3 separate regions of the Mus musculus genome follow, and all the other regions are linked to region 1. A link is a contact called in public promoter capture Hi-C data. All regions are on one chromosome and are shown on one strand. The core of a region is the stretch at or near the end of the contact, and the rest is flanking DNA. Distances in the headings are between cores, read along the strand shown. Region 1 holds the start of Mrpl3 (mitochondrial ribosomal protein L3). Region 2 has its middle 32 kb from the start of Mir2136. Region 3 overlaps Col6a4 (collagen, type VI, alpha 4).

Evidence for each region. Promoter capture Hi-C pulls out the DNA fragments that hold promoters and counts their contacts.
Region 2: a promoter capture Hi-C map of hippocampal neurons shows a contact between it and region 1, with 9 times the contacts expected there. The contact joins the enhancer-like site here to the promoter of Mrpl3 in region 1. A contact is called at or near these places in 9 of 39 promoter capture datasets (the 3T3-L1 cell line, the C10 cell line, embryonic stem cells and 3 more) and 1 of 115 datasets of contacts at active chromatin or transcription factors (astrocytes).
Region 3: a contact with region 1 is called in a promoter capture Hi-C map of hippocampal neurons, with 2.8 times the contacts expected there. The contact joins the enhancer-like site here to the promoter of Mrpl3 in region 1. A contact is called at or near these places in 3 of 39 promoter capture datasets (the 3T3-L1 cell line, hippocampal neurons and stem cell-derived epiblast-like cells) and 1 of 115 datasets of contacts at active chromatin or transcription factors (astrocytes).

The regions. Positions count from the first base shown.
Region 1 is chr9:105,051,894-105,054,593 of GRCm38.p6, forward strand. Mrpl3 (mitochondrial ribosomal protein L3) reads left to right here and starts at 1,375. Exons shown (of 10, transcript NM_053159.4): 1 at 1,375-1,619; 2 at 2,528-2,700. The coding sequence starts at 1,528.
Region 2 is chr9:104,456,517-104,459,216 of GRCm38.p6, forward strand. No RefSeq gene overlaps it. Among named protein-coding and RNA genes, the nearest start is that of Mir2136, 32 kb to the left of the region's middle. Within about 2 kb of position 1,290, at least 4 of the 459 cell types and tissues checked have an H3K27ac peak or open chromatin away from gene starts, as enhancers often do. A contact at or near this core is called in hippocampal neurons, where this site is marked.
Region 3 is chr9:106,037,757-106,040,456 of GRCm38.p6, forward strand. The region is part of intron 19 of Col6a4 (collagen, type VI, alpha 4); the gene reads right to left. Among named protein-coding and RNA genes, the nearest start is that of Col6a4, 58 kb to the right of the region's middle. Within about 2 kb of position 1,350, at least 20 of the 459 cell types and tissues checked have an H3K27ac peak or open chromatin away from gene starts, as enhancers often do. A contact at or near this core is called in hippocampal neurons, where this site is marked.

The DNA of each region.
Region 1 (2,700 bases), core at 125-2,624:
AGCTACTTAAACTGGCCTTCCTACAAGTTTAGTGACCTCCTGGATACCATTGACTGATGGACACATACAATACTGAACACAGACTATTGTATACTATAGACATACAAAACACTAGATATTGGTGATAGTAGGTTTTGTTTTCTCTTATTCTCATGCATAGTAGATGTCAAGGCTCAATGAATATGCCTATCTTAAGTATCTGTGAAGTCAGGTAGCAAGGACAGAGTGATGCATTCTTTTCTCTGAGTCTCAAAATATTACTGAGAAGCTGTCAAGGTACCCACAACAGCACTTAGTGGAAGAACAGGCAACGATTTTGAGCCCTCACGTCTAAGCAATAACTCTCTAAACTTTCTAAAGCAGGTTACCCAGGTCTTTAATTTTCTTTCTTCCTTCCTTCCTTCCTTCCTTCCTTCCTTCCTTCCTTCCTTCCTTCCTTCCTTCCTTCCTTCCTTCCTTTCTTTCTTTCTTTCTTTCTTTCTTTCTTTCTTTCTTTCTTTCTTTCTTTCTTCCTTTCTTCCTTGCTCGCTTGCGCTCTCTCTCTCTCTCTCTCTCTCTCTCTCTCTCTCTCTCTCTCTCTCTCTCTCTCTCTCTAAAGAGGAAGCTGAAAGGCCAAATTGCTGTTTCTACTTTTCCAAAAACACTGATGTAACTGAGATAGGGTTTTTGGAGTAGAGAAATGAATGTCTAGCACATACAAGGTAGGACGACCTGGGGCATAGAAGATACAGTACTGTTGTAGCTGTATCACGATCATTCTGAAACTTTATGGTAACACTCTTTCCTGAAACAATTGCACCTGGTCTCAACTCTATGAGCTGCCTCTCTAGACAATTCCGGTTTAAGGTCTTTGATGAGTTGAAGAACGGCCTGGGACTGTTTGTGCTCCAGCCCCGAAAGTTGCATGTGGTCCGGTTTTGTTGTTTTTGGTTTGTTTTGTTTGTTTTGACCCCACTTTATTGTTAGCATACATCAGTCCTATTTCAGTGTTAACTCTGTTCATCTGTTTTTGGCATGTACATAAATTTTAAGTACTTGCTCCCTTAGTTATAATATAGAAATAACTTCTTTAAAGGGCTGGTCTTGGGATTAACCAATATAAAATTGCCAAAGTGCGACTTACTTAGCACAGTGAGTTTTCCCACAGTGAGTATTATTGGAGGTGACTTCTCTTTCTTTAGTTTACAAAGAAATTTTTATCTTTTCTTGTCACATTCTCCTAAAGTTTAAAGCCCCAAACGTTCTTTGCCACCACTAGAGTCAACCATCTAATCCATTGGCAAAGTAGAGCCATTTGGATACGGAACCATAGTTACAGGTATGGAGTCTTTACCCGGACCGCTTTGAGAAACGGACCGGAAGTGGCCCGGCTGTGCTTTTCCTCCGCGGAGGGCATTGGCGGACAAACGGCGTGACTGCTGTCCCAGGCCTACTACGAACTCCTGGGGTTTGGGTTGGGGACTTGCTGAAAGCTCCGCGGCGGCGCGGCGGGAGGTGTCGCGAGCCGAGCCCTGCCCGGCCACTTCCATGCCGGGTTGGAGGCTGCTGGCGCAGGCTGGCGCCCGGGTGCTGGGCTGTGGCGCCAGAGGCCTAGGTGCTGACCCCGGCTTAGAGAGAAGGTGGGTATGGGCAAGAGGTGGTGGCGGGGGGCGCCGCCCACTCAACTATGTCCTTGAACAGAGATTTGGTTTTGCCGCAGAGGGTTAGAAGTGGAAGGGGCCATGTGTTCAAGGGGGTAGCATAGAAAATTAAGAAAGCATCGTTCAATCTAAAGCCTTGAAGGAGTAGTGGGGTTTTGTTTTAATGTTCAAGGAATTAGGGGTTAGCTGCGACTATTAGCAGCAGCAAGAATGTCTTCCAACCAGCCAGTGCTGGACTAGACGTTGTGTTTGTATTGTAACCTATATTAGGCCTTGTGTCCGGTGAGCAGACCACTGTCGTGAAAGTTTTTCAGATAAAACTGAAACTAAAGGGAAATAGGTTGTCCAAAGTCACTCAGCTAATGAGTAGAAAATCACTTGTAATTCTAAGCTGGAACTTCCTCACTACCAACCAAAGTAGACTGCCCAGAGGTTTATTTAGGTTCTCATCCACCCCCACCGTATGCAAAAATTAAACACACTTCCTTCCTTCCTTGCCTCAAGCTGCTAATCTCCTTCTTAGTGCATTTGCTGGACAGGGGTTGTGTTCTGTGGTTTTTAGTTTTGTTTTTAAAACTGCTTATTTGGTAGTTTGTTAACATTGGCGATGCCACTCCATTAGAAAACTGTCAAGTACAGATTCATGTGGGTTAGTAGTCACTCATGTGTTTCTTATTAGTTAGGTAGGATTGTTTATTGTTAATGAAAAGATAAATTTAGCCTTCAGGGTAACCATTCTTGGTTAAAGCAGAAGCCCCCGTGTTATTATAAGAAGTGTTAGGGAAAATGGACAAACCACACCATTCCCTGAGGCCGTGAGTGCATTATCTAACTGTGGCCTCCCCTACATTAAATGGAAATAATGACTTGATTGTTTTTGTTTCCAGAAAGAATATCTTGTTCTTTGTTAGAAATCTCCACAGCAAGAGTAGTACTTGGTGGGATGAACATCTTTCTGAAGAAAATCTCTCCTTTGTTAAGCAACTGGTCTCCGATGAAAATAAAACCCAGCTGACAAGTAAACTGAATCCCTTGAAAGATGAGCCGTGGCCTTTACATC
Region 2 (2,700 bases), core at 40-2,539, 600 kb before region 1:
GGATGGATTCCTAGGTAGAGAGGTCTCTGGGTAGCCTTCCCTTTAGTCTCTGCTCCAGTTTTTGTCTCTACATTTCCTTTAGATAGGAGCAACTCTGAGTTACATTTTTTGAGATGGGTGGGTTGCCCCATCTTGTAACTTAAATATCATTTGATGAGGTGATACTATCCCATTTTTTTTTCAGAAAAAGAAAGGTTCTAAGATTTAGATCTGTTCAAAGTTGTCCCTCTAGGAAATGGGCAAGGTGTTCAAGCAGGCCTTTTGCACTATATTGCTGGCCTACTCTTAGCAAAAATTCCCGAGCCATTAATGAGAGGAGAGGCCCTTGGTCTTGCAAAGATCCTATGCCTCAGTATAGGGGAATGCCAGAGCCAGGAAGCAGGAGTGGGTGGGTTGAGGATCAGGGGGAAGTAGGAGATAGGGGATTTTCAGAGAGGAAACTATGAAAGTGGATAGCAATTGAAATGTAAATAAAGGAAATATCTAATTAAAAAATAAAAAAATTCCTTCTTCCTCCTCCCACCCACCCTTCTCTCTTCTCCCTCCTCCCTTTCCCCTCCTCCCTCCTCCCTACATAGGATACTTCTGTCCCTATTGTTTCATTTGAAAACTTTTCAGTGTGAGTCAGATTTTCTTTTGACTTTAGAGCGCACCCCAGAGACTAAGTAGCATCATAAAGGATTCATGAGGAAAACAGCAGTGACTGTGTGAAATCCTCCACACCTCACAGGCAGGATCTGCTTAACTGAGGGAAGAAAAGCCCAGAGACAGACATTTTGTTTACCTCATAGAAGTGTGGCATTTTCAGCCCGAGGCTACAACCAGAATTAAGAGTTTAAAAACCAGCTACTTTAGTTTCTCTCTGTCCCTGTCTCTCTCACACACACGCATGCACACGTTTTGTCCCTAGAAAAGAAACGAATGCAGGGACATATTTTAGGAAAAAATATCAGTCTATTTTACAGAACAAAGAATGAGGATTCTGGGGTTGCAGTTTTTTGAGAATTGTCCCTTAGGGATTGGACCTTCCTTTCCAGCCAGTTGAAAACAAGAAGAGTGGGATAGGATGCGCAGAAACTCCTCAGCCTGCAAGATGTCTACCCCTGAATTATAGCTGCTTAATAAAGCTGTTCTTGGGGCCTTCATTCTCCATCTAATTTCTCAAAAACCTTTAACTCTATATGAAGAACTAAGAAAGAACTTCTGGATGAGCACAAGAGCTGCCAGATGTCCCGGATATTGCTTAAATATGCCAAAGGACCATTGCGTAACAGGGATCCCGATTTTTTCCCCCAACCTTCATGGAAACATCCCTAAAGCAGACTTTGGGTAATGCCCAGTAGATGGTGCTCACCATCAACTTTGTCAAAAAGACGACTTGAGCTTTGACAGAATTACTCAAATGGGATTTGGTTTGGACTCAGAAACTTCCAGAAGTAGTCTTTGAAGTAGTCCAGAAGTAGTAGGGCTTTGTAACAGAAACATTTGTACCCCTTACTGTCCCTCCCCCAAATCATAATTTGAAAAGCAGAAGGGAAAGTTGCCTGTCTATCTATCTGACACCGTGTCTCTCTGTCTGTCTGCCTCTCTCTCTCTCTCTCTCTCTCTCTCTCTCTCTCTCTCTCTCTCTCTCTCTCTCTCTCTCTCTCTCTCTCTCTCTGTAACTCCCAAATCTTTCATAGTCCTAAGAGGAACCAAACGCCCATTTAGAGAAGGATGTGTAACCTTTCCCAGCTACTGTATACAATGGGCTCCCAAGAGATTTTTATTGAAATCATTTGCTTTGAACTCAAAAGTCCCCTATGCCTTAAAATGTTTTCCCCCAGAAATTGTAGTGAGGTGGCAATTAAGACCTTCTTAACCCTTGAGGTGCCTGAAGTTCAGAGTTTCATTCAGTCTCAATAGGTAGTATGTATGCAATGGTGTTCCTGGAGAAACATCCTGATTTCTTCTCTCAGTGAGCTGATAGGGTAACTCAGCCAGCTGTTTCTATGGATTATAGAGGGGACTCCTGTGAATGTTATTACTCTTAGGTGGGCAAGGGTGGAGAGTTACCCTTGGGGATTCTTTATCTTGCTCCCTATCCAGAACTTTGGGCTTTGTTACGTTTAAACCACAAGTTCTTTTGCTTAAACCCAAATCTCCTGTTGTATCTACAAGTTTTTTCAGTAGTTATGTAATCCCATCTTTTTCAGGTAAAGGTTCATAATATATTATCATGTTCTAAACACAGTTTTTTTTTTAATTATAAAGGATAAATGGGTGGGGGATACTCAGAATTTAATTGAGGGGATAAAATCAGAAGAAAGCATCGACACTGGGCAAGTCCCCAAAGTCTTCTGGAAATAGTGTGTTATCAGAAAGTTTTGGGAGTCTCATCAAAGTTGCATCTGTTAAAGGGGAGATTGGAGTCCCTTTTTTTGGGGGGGGGGTTCTAAGTCTCTTTAATAGGAAAATTTAGGAATAGGTTCAAAAGGAAGTCCAAGAATGATTTCATTAGAAACTCTAGCTGTACATCTCAGCTGCTGACAGGAGGAGGAAGGAAATGGAGAAGAGCGGGCGTGGAAGCCTTGCCATTTGAACTAAGCTGGCATGGAGGTGACTGTCAGACTGGCAGTTAGATGGTGGGGAGGTGGGGAAGCTTCAGAAAGCAAGCTATGGAAGCCAGAATGACCAGAGAAAGCATGTTTAGACTCTGGC
Region 3 (2,700 bases), core at 100-2,599, 990 kb after region 1:
AAACACACAGACACATGCCCATACACACGCCCATACACACGCCCATACACACGCCCATACACATGTGCACACTCACTCACACAGATGGACCGAAAGCAGATATGGTGATGGTTACAATTCATTCCTATAACTATATTTTTTTCCCTGTAGATCTAGAATTTTGCAAAATAAGAAGCACTGTGAATCTTTCATGAGCCATGTCAGTAACTCAGAAGGCAAGGGAAAGCAATGCATATGTTCTGTGTTATAGAAAGGGAGTTTTTTTCCATACAAATTCAGTCTCAGGTGGAATACACTCATGCAAACCTGAGCTTTCCACTTACCACTGCGACAGGGATGTTTTCCATATAAAGAAACAGTGTTCCGACTGATGGCCTAGCTCACGGGTGGAGTACTTGCCTGACATCAAAAGCTCCCAGTTTTAATTCCCAGCAGAAAGAAAAGGGTGGGGATGGGAAAAGGAGGGGGGTGGAAAATATGTAGAAAACCAAGCATGGTGGCTCATGCCTGTAATTCCAGAACTTAGAAGACCGGTGCAGGAAGATAGGCAATGAGTTGAGGCTAGCCTGGGCTACATAGTAAGACTATCAAACCACCAACAGAAATAGTTCTCCTTGTTATGTTTCACTGCCCAACACGACTACACCATGTGAAAGCAAGCGTGTATAAGAGTCATCTTTGATTATTAAATGCTGACTATTTCATCTCTGACCTTTTCTGAGACAGGGTCTCATGTATACAGCCTGAGTGACCTAGAACTCACTATGGGGCCAAGGGTGAGTTTCAGCTTCCAGTCCTCCAGCCTTTTACCTCCCAAGTGCTGGCCTTACAGATGTGTACCACCATGCCCAGCTTATACATGGTGGGGTTTGTACATTGCTAGACAAGTACTCTACCAACTGAGCCGCAGTCCCAGTCTAATTTTTAGTTATTTTTAAAATCACTACAATAATAATAATTGGAGCTAAGTCTTTCTATTGTCCCCTGATCAGCTTTAAGGAAGATATCAACTCACAGGCATTGGAATTTCTCTCTGTCTCTCTTATCTCTCTCTCTCTCTCTCTCTCTCTCTCTCACTCTCTCTCTCTCTCTCTCTCTCTCTCTCTCTGTGTGTGTGTGTGTGTGTGTGTGTGTGTGTGTGTGTGTGTGTGTCTGAGATTGCTTTTCCACTCCTGACCTGCACAATTGGTTCTCCACTCCTTCCCACACTAGGTATGTAATACAATTTCTCTGCTTTGTTGGAAACACTATTTCGGAGGAATTTTCCAGACTTAACTGTGACACTGATCCCAGGGCCTCTCGGAAATAATAGCAAGGAAATACTGCCCCCTAGCGGTCTATCTTCTAATCGCTGGCAGAATCTAATCAAGCATGGCTTATGTAAAGGAGTAATTTACTATCATCTAAGTCTATTCAAAGGATATTCACTAACACCCTTCTTTGAGCCCAGCATAAGAAAAGAAACCACAAGAGACACAAAATTCAATCATACAGGGCACAATCTGAAACAGTTACAATTTCTGTTCCACACACAAGAATGGAGTCAAGGCTAACAGGCTAAAGTCAAGGATGGAGGCCTTTGGAAGCTGTGGCCCTGAGGCTCTCACTACAGTTGTGGTGCTGTGATGGCCACCACACTGAACAGTGTGTTCAGAAGCCTGGATTCCTTTCTAGCAGCAAGCCATGAGCATTCTATGGCTCTGCTGTCTTCATGACATTTCTTACCATGACAACCAATGACTCACAGAAACCAGATGGTTCATCTACCCATCTTCCAAATGAGGATCCTGAGGCCTAGGAGCTGCTAAGGGTGGATTCCGCTATGTGTGCTTAGCTCAGTCCCAGGGAGCAGCCATTCACATGGCTCTCTGACCTTAACCTACTGAGGGGAAACAACCCAATGCTATTTGTATAATACAACCATAACTAATGACTGGGTGAAACCGCTTTCCCACACAGTGACATAGAAATGACCTTGTCCCAAGCTGAATTCCACTCAGGACCTGGATATACATAACATGGATTCTAGCTAGCCACAATCTAAGCCCTGTGGTTTTATCAAAGGATCCAAAATAGGAATTCAAAGTCAAGGTTCCCCTCCAGTTGCAGATATTTGCTATCCAGATCGCATGCCCAGAAATTGGGAACCATGAGATATGAGGACTGGGACACTCATTATCTTAGGCATGTTTCAGAATCGTGCATTTTAATGTCTGAGACATGAAAATCTAAAACTGGCTTCGGAGACATTAGCATCCGTCAAGCTGACAAGTCTCTTTGCTCTCTCTAATGTCTTCCACTGTGGTGGCTCCAGTCTTCAGAACTAGACAGACATCTCATCTTTACAACTGTCTACCACCCAATTTGCACCAGTCAGCTCCGGCTATGATGGAAAGCGAGCCAGCTGCATAATGACTTTGAGATCAGCACAGCATGCCAGGAAACTCACAGCAGAGAAGAGTCGAGACCTCCCTGAGTTGAGGCTTTCATTTTAGGCAAGAACCTAAAGACTGAATAGGCTTAAGGTCACTTTAAAACCATTACTAGCATGCAGTAACAAGGGGGTGGGAACTTGTGTAGGAAAAAGAAATGGTAAAGACAAGAACTCAAGGATTAGGCAGTAAGGGGAGGTTGGCATTCAGGGCTCCTGAGTCCATGGAAGATGGGAACCCTGTGGCTTTGCCCCACCTCCTATGGGGA